2 separate regions of the Mus musculus genome follow, and region 1 is linked to region 2. A link is a contact called in public promoter capture Hi-C data. All regions are on one chromosome and are shown on one strand. The core of a region is the stretch at or near the end of the contact, and the rest is flanking DNA. Distances in the headings are between cores, read along the strand shown. Region 1 holds the start of Rab7b (RAB7B, member RAS oncogene family). Region 2 holds the start of Ctse (cathepsin E).

Region 1 (6,040 bases), core at 3,465-5,964, 50 kb before region 2:
TGGAGGTAAAGAGAATGGACCATGCTGACATTTATTGATCAGACACTGTGCTGAGAGCTTTGAAGCTATGCAAATAAATAACAACACATTGTGCGCATTAAGTGAAGTAGTGTGCTATTGTGCTTGATGCATTGTTTTGATATATTTACTGGAACAAATTGAGGTTTCTTAAGAGTGTTAAGGTTTTAGAGTGTTAGCTATTTTAGTGCACACAAAATATTTACAGGGTTGGCACTATTATTATCTCTGTTTTACTAAGAATGAGAGGTTTCCAGGAGCTAATTTAGGGGTTCCTAACAACACACAGCCTGTAGTGGGAGAGCCTGGGTTGGAGCTGAGATTTGGATCCAGACCTAGCTCTATAGACTGCATTTATGGTTGATACTGATCGCCAGTTTGACAGGACCCAGCATCACCTGGGAGACAAACCTCTGTGCACATCTGGGAGTGAGTTTCTAGACTGAGGTGATTGAGGTGGGAAAATACACCCTAAACACAGACACACCATTCCATGATCTAAGATCCCAGGCTGAATAAATAGATTGCAAACTGAGCACGGGATGTTCCTCTCTGCTTCCTGGCTGCAGATGCAGTGTGAGCAGCTGCCCCGTGCTCCTGCTCTTGCTCCATGCTTTCCCAGTCATGATGAATTGCTCTCTCCAATGTGAGTCTAAATAGGTCCCTATCTCCTTAAATTTCTCTGTCAGGCATGTTGTCACAGCCATGAGCCATATAACAAGTGAAACCGGGGTACCCATATACTAGGCAGTTTGTTCTAAATATTAGAAAAATTATGGAAGCCTGGAGCCTGCTAAGCAGATACTCTGTCATAGAGCTGTACTTTCACACCTTTTTGAGGTGGAGTCTCATGTCATTGCCCAGGTTGGCCTCAAACCAGCAATCCCCTGCCTCAGACCCCCAAGAATCTAGGACCATAAATGTGTGCCACTGTGCCAAGAGACTATGCCATTAAGGGCAGTGAATGAGATGAACATAGCTTGACCCACTGAGGCCCTATCAGAGCACTTATTCGCTCTACCTGAATCGCCACCAATTACATACTTTCTTTTTTACAAATTAAATTAATTAAAAATGTCATATATGTGTACTATATTTATACCATTTCTCCCTACCTCAAATCTTCCCTTCAACTCTTCCCATGCTTCCAACCTTGCCACACTCCCTCTCAAATTCATAACCTCTTTAAATGCCAGACTTTCTACACAAATGCCAATCAATCCATAGATATTCTGAAATGCAAGGCCATTTAAAAAGGATGAGGTGATAGTGTACAAACACACATGGATAATTTAAGTTAAACCCTGTCCCCCAGATCTAAGCATTTGACAGTGTATGACTAATCCCAAGTATCAGAGTGTGTCTCTGAGCTTAACCCTTCATGTGTGTGCCCTGGAAACACACAGCTAGAACATGTGTGTGCCCTGGAAACACACAGCTAGAACATGTGTGTGCCCTGGAAACACACAGCTAGAACATATCAGCTATGGAGAGATGAGGAAAGGCAGAAGAGAGGCTAAGAGTTTCCATTGCATCTTAAGTGTGTATATTTAAAAAGTTTATTCTGCAATCTTAAATTGCTTCTGTAATTTAAAAATATCAATGAAAGACTAACCCCCGCCCTCTCTTTCCCCCAGTTTTACCCTGATTTAACATCTCTTTACAAAGCATATGTGACTATGTGGCTGCCCAGGGTCATCTGAGTGTGAGTTCCTATTTGGATGAATCACCATGACAGGGGGGTTGGGGAAGAGAGAGAGAGGCTGCCTCATGCCAGGCAATGACTGTGACTTTGAGGTCAGAGAGCCTTCTCTCTTCCCTAATCTACACCATCTGTGACTTGAGCCATGAGTATTACTATTTTTGAATCCTCTGTTCCCTCCTGGGTAAAATGGACATCACTTATGGCTGTGGCTTCCTCTGCAGATGGCACATGTGTGTCATATTATGCTAGCATAACAGGATCTCAGTGTTGGGAAAGATCCAGATGACAGTTTAACACTGCTGTGGGGTGGGGATTGGTAGAGGAGGTCCTGAGATCTGATTTGCAGGTGGTCGCTATTTTTGATAACGTAAACATGTCTACTAAGGGTTGATGTCAAGCTACAAATATAGAGCATGCATGATACTAGCAGGACCTTGGTGTCACTTGATCGAAGCACTGGGCTCACGGGAGGCAGCCAGATGTGCCCTGGGTGCGTGTTCCTTTCATCAGGGGGACAGGTTTCTTCTAGGGGCCATCCACAGGTGCTGGGGGAGGGAGTGTTAGGGGTGGGGTTGAGGTCTTCCCTTTGGGTTTTACTTGCTTCTGATCCTAATAGCTTCTCAACCCCTTCTGCTGTCCTGATGCCCTTTCCAGATGATCCCTGGAAGTGTGCAGCCACCAAAGACTCCCATACCCTGATCCCCAAAAAGGCAAACATTAATGAGTCTGACATCTAAACATAGCCTTGATCTTTGGTTCAGAGAGTGACCTGGGCTGGCCAAGTACCAGGGCTGAAGGAGTCTGTCTGGGAGCAGCTAGGAGTGGGGCTCTCTTGACTACTACTCCCAGGTTTCAGATAGTAGCTGAGGTCCTCTCCCATGTTGTCTACCCCTGGCTGGGTGTAGCTACAATGTTCTTTGGGGCCTCTTTTCACTGGCTGACTCAGAGATTCAAAGAGGGAAGCAAGGCATCTTCGTATCAACAAAGCCGAGTCATCTTCACTGTTACTTAACAGTGAGTAGCAGGCTTGGAATGCTGGACCTGCCCAGCCAGCCCAGCCCACACAGAGCAGGACTCCAGACAGGACCACCTCTTCCCTAGCTCCCGCCCCACAGCACTTCCAAGCCAGAGCTGGGCCCCACCCATAGCTTCTCTACAAACAAGGAAGACTGTTGCTGCAGAGCTCTTCTTGGGCCTGTGTCTAATCTACCAGAACTCTTGAGGATCTCAGCCTTTACCTTCTGACATCCATATCCCACTGGCTCCATCCAGGAACCCACATAGTCTCTTGCCTTACTTGTCCTGGATGAGGTCCTGTGTAAGTTGTCAGGGAGACCAGTGAACAGCGGCAGCTGAGAATTCTGCAGCAGGCCGGGTTTCTCTGCCCAGTATTCAATCTTTCCCAGCACAGTTTCTCTTCTCCCCCTGCACCCCATACTTTATTCATTCTAGAAAACAGTGGACTTGCAGGCCGAGTGTAAGGTTTTCTGTTTAATGAGATTCTTGGGGCACAGGAGGCTTTGTTGCCTGCCAGGATCACTTGACAGTTGGCATCACCCACCCAAATCCTTGCAGGTCTAAACCTGCTTCCTCTGCAAAGCACACCCACAGTGCTGGTTTCGGAAGGCTCCTCGTTCTCACTCTTTAAGCTCTTTGGGGAAATGTTTGTCCTGCTTCCCCAAGTAGACTACCGGTACCCTAGACAGTACCTCTTATCTCACTCTACCCCGCCTGTCCCCAAAGCATGGTCACTGATGCTGTGGATACAGAAACTTCCCTGAAGAGTGACAATCCATCCACGTGTCCTTTCTAATGCATGTATCCATTCATTCATCCATCCAGGTGTCTGTCTATCCACACACTCACATAGTGCACACCCGCTAAGCAGAAGCACAGTATATGTCTAAGGATACTCACAAACTACTATCTCCATAAGACCTTTGTAGTGGGGGACTGACCTATAAGCCCAAAGCAATTCTTTTTTATCAATAAAGAAGCAGTTTATAGAACACTTACAATTTACAAAATGCTATTATAGCCCAATGGATTCTATAGTCAGTACTAGTTGGTGGGCTGGTAAGATGGATCAGCAGGTAAAAGTACTCGCTAGAACCCATGTAAGGGTAGAAGGAGAAAATCAACTCAACAGAGCTGTCCTCTGACCTCCACAAATGTGCTGTGGTAAGTATGCATGCCTATCATTCACATAAAACGTAACACCACACACACACACACACACACACACACACACACACACACACACACCAAACAACAACAAACTAGGTTAGTAGCCAGCTTAGAGTAGAACCTGGACCTGCCCACTTCTGTTCATTAGCTCCTACATGGTAGCTCTTCACCTGGAGAAATTCTTATGGATTAGAACAAGAGGAATATTTTCCTATTTTGAGAGCTCATCTTTCTCTGATAGCTTCCAAATCTTCATCCTAGATGGCCCCCTGTCTGTGGGCCAAGGAGCTGCCAGATTCCGTAGGACCCAACCCTTTTAGAAGGTTTTGGTTTCTTCCAGGCCCTGCGGGTCTAGAGGCATAATGAGAGCCTCCTTTGAGCTGCCTGTCCTGTCTGGTATTGCTGCCTTTGCAGGTTCCCAGGCTGGGCCCCGCTCCCTGTGATTGGCAGGGAAGTCCTTTCTCCACCTCACTCAGGAACTTTCTGCAGTGCAGGGGTCTTCGGGTTGGATTAAAATTCCGCACCTGCCAGATTCTTAGCCTCATTTCTGTACCTGGTTTCTTTTCCTCTTCACCAGCAGACGAACAGTTCCGGCGCAGATGGGCACATGCAAGGACAGATGGGCTGCCAGGCCCCTTCCAGGCATGGCTGTACGACACTCACCTCACACAGGTGGGAGTTCTAGGTCTGGGTCTCTCTTCTAGGAGTGGCAGTTTCAATCTGGCCAGTATTGAGAACGCAAACGGTTTTGGTGAGAGGCCACTTCCCTCTGAGTTTTCCTCCTCTCTTTCTGTGCACAGACTTGGGAAAGTTGCAAAAGAGGCTGGGCCAGCGTGACCTCAGCTGTGTGGGTGGAGGAGGCGGAGTGCACAGGGAAAGCCAGCGAGGCTTCAGAGCTGTGTGCATTCAGGGCACCAGGCATATTCAGTTCATCAGGATTCTGATCCCAGGGGATGAGGGACGGCAGGTTTGAGTTGGGGAACTTTTGGACACAGGGCTTGAGAGGTGACACGTCCAATTTATGAGCTTGTAGGGACATCTGCCTCTGTCCATGGGAGTCTCAGGAAAGGAGCCCTTTGTTTGTTTCCCAAACAGTTGTGGAGCAGATTGGGTCCAGCCACCAGTGACCCAGTGAGGTTGGAAGATGGTCTGCTTTTAGGCCTTGTCCTCACCCCACACATCTCTCTCTCTCTCTCTCTCTCTCTCTCTCTCTCTCTCTCTCTCTCTCTCTCTCACACACACACACACACACACACACACGCACAGTATATAACACATGCACATGCATACACACAGAAAATATACACTATCCAACACCCTGCCACACTATACATGCATAACACACTTATACTTCATATGCACACCCTTGCATCCCTTGTGCCACACTCCTCACACACACATGAAACAAGATCCATTCCCTCATCACATCCATTCTATACCACCCACACCCCTACTCCATTCATATAGAATATACCCATCACACACGCACACCACACAACATACACATACCATACTACACTACCACATACATACACCACACATGCACACCACACCACACACCATACCGCACCACATATGCACAGCACACATGTATACCACACACCATACCTCACCACATATGCACACCACACCACATCAGACTTGTAAGAGGTGAGGTGTGTCCTGGCACCCCACAATCCCACACTGGGCCTCTCTGGTTAGGTTGTTGCCCAACCTGAAACACCTAGAAGAAGATGGTAATTTAAGATGCTGTTAGCATACAGTTAATGTGGGCATCTCATTTCACTGTTGTGGACTGTGCCTTGCGTATAATTGGCAGATGAAAGGCAGATGGAGTGAGTTTAGACACGACTCCCCAGATCTCAGGGGGGTCCCCTTAAGGTGTATCTAATGCGCTTCACATTCCTCACAAGTTAGGACTTTGTCTCTTTGTAGACATATTCCTTTGATTACTGTCCTGTCAGAAAGTTCTTCCCGGTTCCATAGTGCTCTCTCTCTCTCTCTCTCTCTCTCTCTCTCTCTCTCTCTCTCTCTGATGGGGCTTTCCAGCCACCATGTGTCTAAACCAGCCATAGAACCCTGCATTTGGAAAGCAGATGGGTAGCCTTGGAACCCACACTTGGCCAATTG
Region 2 (6,286 bases), core at 2,861-5,360:
AGGCAGCATACACCCACTGATATGAGGCCCCCAACACACATACAGCAGAGGACTGCCAGGTGTGGCCTCAGTCAGAGAAGATGCACCTAACCCTCAAGACACTTGAGACCCAGGGACCCCAGGGAGTGGAGAGGTCTGGTGAGGTTGGGGTGTGGGGACATCCCCTTGGAGATGGGGGAAGAGGAATGGGAAGAGGAACAGTTGAAGGGCAGACCAGGAGGAAGATAATTACTGAACTGTTAAAAAAAAAAAAGACTAAAGAGTAAAAAAACAAAAACAAACAAACAAACAAACAAAACCAGATAGTGTTACTTCCAATATGGTGTGTGTGTGTCTGATACTGATTTTTTTGAACTGTAGAAGGGCTAGTCATATGACTAAATGAGTTTTCTTTTTCTAGTACTTTCTATCTTGGAGAAGTTGATAGCAATGTCAAGAGGTTGACATTTGTTCAGCATGGACAATACATATTCTGCTTTTATCAAATAGGTAAAAAAAAAAAAGATTTTTTTCCCTAAGTTTCTCAACCTTGGTGTTTTGGAAGACATTCTGTACATCAGCACTTAGGTTCTGCTTATGGTAACGTTTACAGAGTAGAGGTAAGTCTCGCGGGGAAAACACATGCCTAGCATGCACACCGAAGGCCCTGGTTCAATCCCTAATACCGAACGAAACGAAACAAAAGAAACGAAACGAAACGTAATGAAACAAAACAAAACAAAACTCCAACTAACAAAAGCCAAAACACAAAAGCCGTGATGTTTAAGTTGTCATAGATTCGTACTTAAATATTACAGCAAATTAAAGCAGAGAAACCGGGAGGGTATGGGGGACTTTTGGGATAGCACTGGAAATGTAAATGAAGAACATACCTAATAAAATAAATAAATAAAGCAGAGAAACCCTATTTATTAAGTATACATTTTCAACGGTAGCTTTGGCTTGTGTTTAAGAATCTATATACTTATTAATGTTGACGCTTCCTAGAAGGATGTCCCCATGCCACTGATGACTTTAAAGTCACAATGGTTTCAAGTAGATCCTCTGTCCTTCTATCTCCAATTTTTTATTTGACTACTCTGTTTTCAAGGCTTAGCTCAAGTCCGGCAGACATGATAGAATTCACTAACGTCCCCACAGCTTTTTGATATATTATTTTGTGCAGCCTCAGAATCTTTGGGAAACTTATGTCAAAATCTCTTATGACTGCTACACTTGTTTTCAGCTGTGTGTCCCTGTTCTATCAAATGCTATAGCCTAGGTTTGGTTCTTTTTGTTGATAATCTAGTAAAAATTTGTATAATCATCCTCCAGATATATATTTTTACTATGGAAAAAATTGTGTTTTTTAAAATTTATATAGCTAAGGTAATGAATTGTTCCATCGGCATAGGAGACAAACCACAGTGGTATTTAGCATTTCTTATAGTATTAAAGGTGATTTTGGTCAATAAATTTGGTGTATGCAATTGATTTTTTTTTTTTAGTCCAGAATGTATGGGTTATTTAGTGTTTGTATTTGTTTTCTGGACTAATATTCTATTATAATGCTATGGATTTTCTATAATATTCATAAATGAAGAAAATTCCCATTGAAATGTTTGTGGTCTTCTTCCTCTCCTCCTCCTCCTCCTCCTCCTCTCCCTCCTCCCAGTTCTCCTCTTCCTCATCCTCTCTCTTTTTCTTTTTGGTGTCCTTGGGGATGTACAGCTCTGATACAGCGCTCTACTACAAAGCGACATTCTCAACCTTACTTAACTCATTTTGAGACAGGGCCTCTGCAAGTTGCTCAAATGGACCTTCAACTCCTTCTATAACCTGGGCCTTCCTTGGCCTTCACAGCTGCAACTACAGGTTTGTACCAGCAAGCCTGACTCCAGACTTTCTGAGATACTCTTTGGGATGACAGATGTTGTCTTGTCCACAAGAGATTTGTGTTTGTGTGGATAACAGTAGCAGGCCAATTTTCCTTATCAGATAGAATCTGGTTATTAGGAAATAGATATTTCAAAGTCACATTTAAAATTTTAAACTGTTGATGTTTTATTTCAGTTTCTTGTTTACTGGGAAAAAAGTGCTAAATTCTCTTTACCTTTGACTCTTTCTAGTTTTCAGCTGATTGATTTTCCATTGTTGTTGTCAAGGAGATGGTAAAAGCTTAGACCTCTTTGAAAACTCATAATGTAAGAAACAGTTTCTACGTGATTTGTTACCAAACTGTCTGAAAAAATTAATTGCTTATTCTATTTCCCAGACTTTTAACCTGTATTATTCATAGAGCAAAGACTTCTTCCTTGAGGGAACTTCACCAAGGGCACTCGCAGGACGGGTATTTCCACAAAGTGGCCGAGGACAGTCTAGCTTTTGTTGAAAGTCTCAGTGATTGTTGAGAATGAGACCCACAAGTGAATTCACTTTCTGCTCCTGTTTCTAGGACATACCCATGTCAGCAGCTACCAGATTCAATACTTTCTTTGCACAGTCTATCTTGTTCCCTTCATTTAGTCAATAATTCAAATAGTTTTATTTCACTTCTTTCCCCAGACAGATTTTTCATTTTCTGTTTTGAGTCTAACATTTTTTCCTTATGTTTCTTGAAAGAAACAACATAAATCTTATATATATATATATATATATATATATATATAGAGTATATAATGTAAAAATATATTATATATAAATAAATAGAATATATTGTATATTATATACAATGTATATACTAGTGCACATATAATATATAATGTATAATATGTGTATATAATATATAATTAAGATATTATATATAATTAATGTACATATATAAGAGTTTATATTAGAATTTATTTTTAATTTTAAAATGATTTTGTTTTTATGTGCATTGGTGTCTTGCCTGCATGTGTGTCTGTGTACCATGCATGTGCCTGGTATTCAGGGAGGCTAGAAGAGGGTCTTGGGTCCCCTGGAACTTGAGTTACAGATGGTTTGAGCTGCCATATATGTGCTGGGAATTCAACTCAAGTTCTCTAGAAGAGCAGCCAGTGTTCACCATGGAGCCCTCCTTCCAGTTCCCTCTCGAGTTTATAACAGAAATGAGTAATATGCTATGAAATTTTTGCCAGTAGGTTTTTTTGTTTTGTTTTGTTTTGTTTTGTTTTTAAGAGAGTGCCTCACTGTGTTCTGACGAGCCTGGAACTCGATATGTAGACCAGGGTGGTCTTGAACTCACAGAGATCCACCTGCCTCTGCCTCCCAAGTGCTGGAATCAAAGGTGTGTAGCTCCACACCTGGATCAGCAGTTATCTTTGTCCTGAAGAAATTTCCTTTAGCAACGCATTATTAACAGCTATAATGCAATTAGCAGCTCATGTACAGTACACTCTAATTTAGAAATAACATGCAGATGTAGAACATTATATAAACATTAATGACAGTAAGTCATGCCATAATAAAAGTCTTACACACACACACACACACACACACACAGAGAGAGAGAGAGAGAGAGAGAGAGAGAGAGAGAGAGTTAAATCAGGAACTGAAAGGCACCGTTCAGACAATATGACTTCTATTGCAAAACCTCCGATTTCATCAGTACACAAATAGTAGTAGGGATTTTAAAACCATCTAAATAAAGAGTGGAGGGCAGCTTGACCTACCTAGTGAGACCATGTCTCAAAAAATCAACCAAGCAAATAAAACAAAAACTTCAAAGTCCTACGCAAAGCTCCCCGTAGGAAAATCAATCTTACAAACCAAGCAAATGGCAGCCTTCTTAGGAGGTGCTCACTTTTACCTGTGAGGAAATTATCATAATAAATGGATTTTTGTTAACTAAAGCATGAGATTGTCATTTCCCAGAAAAATTTGTAACAAGATTATAAACCACTTACCTTTGAAGTTACCGGATATAACCCAAAATGTCAAGAATTTCGTTTTCTTGTAGTAAGTGGATGGGTTGGGCTCCGAAGCTGAGCTCTGTGTGGAAACCCCGTTTTGTTGTTTGCTAACTCCGACTTTAAGCAACTCTTATCTCTTGGCCACCTCAGCTGCAAATGGAGATAACCACGCCTGATCTTTCTAACCGCTTCTGGAGTCACACAGGGCATCTGCAGTTCTGAGGAACAAATGAAGTTGTGAGACGGGCATACAGTTTTTTGGCACTTACAGGAAGTGTGCCTGCTCTTTCAAATAAACAGGAAACAGACTTTAAAGTCAAGTAAAGGAAGGTAGGCATGGTGGTGCATGTCTCTAATTCCCCTGTGTGAGAGGTGGATACAGACATATCAGGAATTTGGGGCCAGCCTCAGCTACATACTGACTCGAGGCTAGCCTGTGGTACATGAGACCTTGTCTCCATAAAAATAAAATAAATAAAGGATGTGCAGAGGCAGTAGAGGACATTATTTCCATAAACACAAGATTGTTTTTTGTTGAGCCAGCTGTGGCCAGGTGCCAAGGTCACAGTGGAGACCACAATGCTCACAGCCAGATGTTCTTCGAACTCCAAATATCAAAGCAACCATTGACTGTTTGTAAATGAGCTACCACATGAATTGAACATGTCAAAGCCTTCTTTAAGACAACTTCAGTCAATAAATGGGCTCCATAATCAACTTCAAGAGACACAGGAGATTTATTTGGAGAAATGAAATTTTGCGGGTAACAACCAGAAAGATGTTCTTGGTTTTTTTTTTTAAAAGATTTATTTATTTATTATATGTAAGTACACTGTAGCTGTCTTCAGACACACCAGAAGAGGGCGTCAAATCTCATTACGGATGGTTGTGAGCCACCATGTGGTTGCTGGGATTTGAACTCAGGACCTTTGGAAGAGCAGTCAGTGCTCTTATCCACCGAGCCATCTCGCCAGCCGGTTTTGTTTTGTTTTGTTTTGTTTTGTTTTGTTATTGTTGTTGTTGTTGTTTTCCAAGACAGGGCTTCTCTGTATAGCCCTGGCTGTCCTGAAACTCACTTTGTAGACCAGGCTGGCCTCAAACTCAGAAATCTGCCTGCCTCTGCCTCCCAAGTGCTGGGATTAAAGGCGTGTGCCACCACTGCCTGGCCAGAAAGATGTTCAAGCTTCAGAAGTGGTGAAGTGTTTCATCACACGGAGCTGAGAAGGCATGCCCAAGTACCTCTGCTCTGCTCCAAATCCTCTAGGAGCACCTCTGCAGCCACCCTGAGGAAAGAAAGGTGACAGCACCCCAGTGACAGCATCCCAGGTGACAGTCCTGCCCTTCACTCACTCACAGGGCATTTACTGAGGACCCGTTACATCCCAGGCACTGACTAGGTACTGGGGACATAAGTCAGACTGGACAAGATCTCAGGCCACACAGGACTTTTGAAATCTGCTTTGTGAATTGTCCTGGTCACACTGTGTCTACTCAGGTTCTGCCCCCTCCCCACCTTTATTTTATTTTATTTTATTTTATTTTATTTTAATTTTTTATCCTGGGTGACATGATGAGGCCCATTTCTTACCAGTGATTTCAGATGCTCACTGAAGGAGAAAGGACTCTATGGCCTGTTAGCATGCCTGTGTGCCTAGAACCCTCTTACCTGGAACAGGCCAAGGTAACAAAGGCAAGTGCCTCCTCTTGTCATCACAGTTGGAAACAACTGTTCCAGTCTTTGGAAGACAGGAGGAGGAGGATTATGAGTTCAAGGCCAGTCTGGAGAGAAGAGATGGCTTGTAGCTCCTCTCTGATCCAATAGTGCTTCCTTTACAGTGTTTGATTTCTTACTCTGGAACAAACAGCCAAGGTACATATTTTACCAAAGCAGACCTGGCCCCCAGGTTCTCCCAGCATTCCTCAAATCCTACCTGGCATACCCTATCCCCAACCTTAAACTTTCTAGCCCAGGGGCTAGAAAGCCTCAGAGTCTCTTTGCTATATGATCCAGACATTTTTCTTTTTTTTTATTGGATATTTTATTTACATTTCAAATGTTATCCCCTTTCCCTATCCCCCCCAGAAGCCCCCTATCCCATTCTCTCCTCCTGCTTCTATGAGAGTGTACCTCCACCCACCTATCCACTCCTGCCTCCCTGCCCTCACATTCCCCTACACTGGGACATTGAGCCTTCACCAAGGGCCTTTTCTCCCATTGATGCCTGAAAAGGCCATCCTCTGTTACACATAAGGCTGGAGCCGTGGGTCCCTCTATGTATATGCCTTGGTTGGTGGTTTAGACCCTGGGACCTCTGGTTGGTTGCGTTTCCTTGATGACTAAGAATGTTGAACATTTCCTTAGGTGATTCTTGACCATTAGAGTTTCCTCAGTTGAGAGTTCCTTGTTTAGCTCT

What was found. Promoter capture Hi-C pulls out the DNA fragments that hold promoters and counts their contacts.
Region 1: a contact with region 2 is called in a promoter capture Hi-C map of macrophages, with 10 read pairs. The contact joins the promoter of Rab7b here to the promoter of Ctse in region 2. A contact is called at or near these places in 6 of 39 promoter capture datasets (the C10 cell line, cranial neural crest, embryonic stem cells and 2 more), 2 of 484 Hi-C or Micro-C datasets (embryonic stem cells and granulocyte-monocyte progenitors), 4 of 115 datasets of contacts at active chromatin or transcription factors (the HPC-7 cell line, embryonic stem cells, large pre-B cells and 1 more) and 3 of 9 other capture datasets (adipose tissue, liver and pancreatic islet).

Annotation. Positions count from the first base shown.
Region 1 is chr1:131,687,369-131,693,408 of GRCm38.p6, reverse strand. Rab7b (RAB7B, member RAS oncogene family) reads right to left here and starts at 4,714. Exons shown (of 6, transcript NM_145509.3): 1 at 4,574-4,714.
Region 2 is chr1:131,636,138-131,642,423 of GRCm38.p6, reverse strand. It overlaps Ctse (cathepsin E), which reads right to left and starts at 4,110. Exons shown (of 10, transcript NM_007799.3): 1 at 3,867-4,110.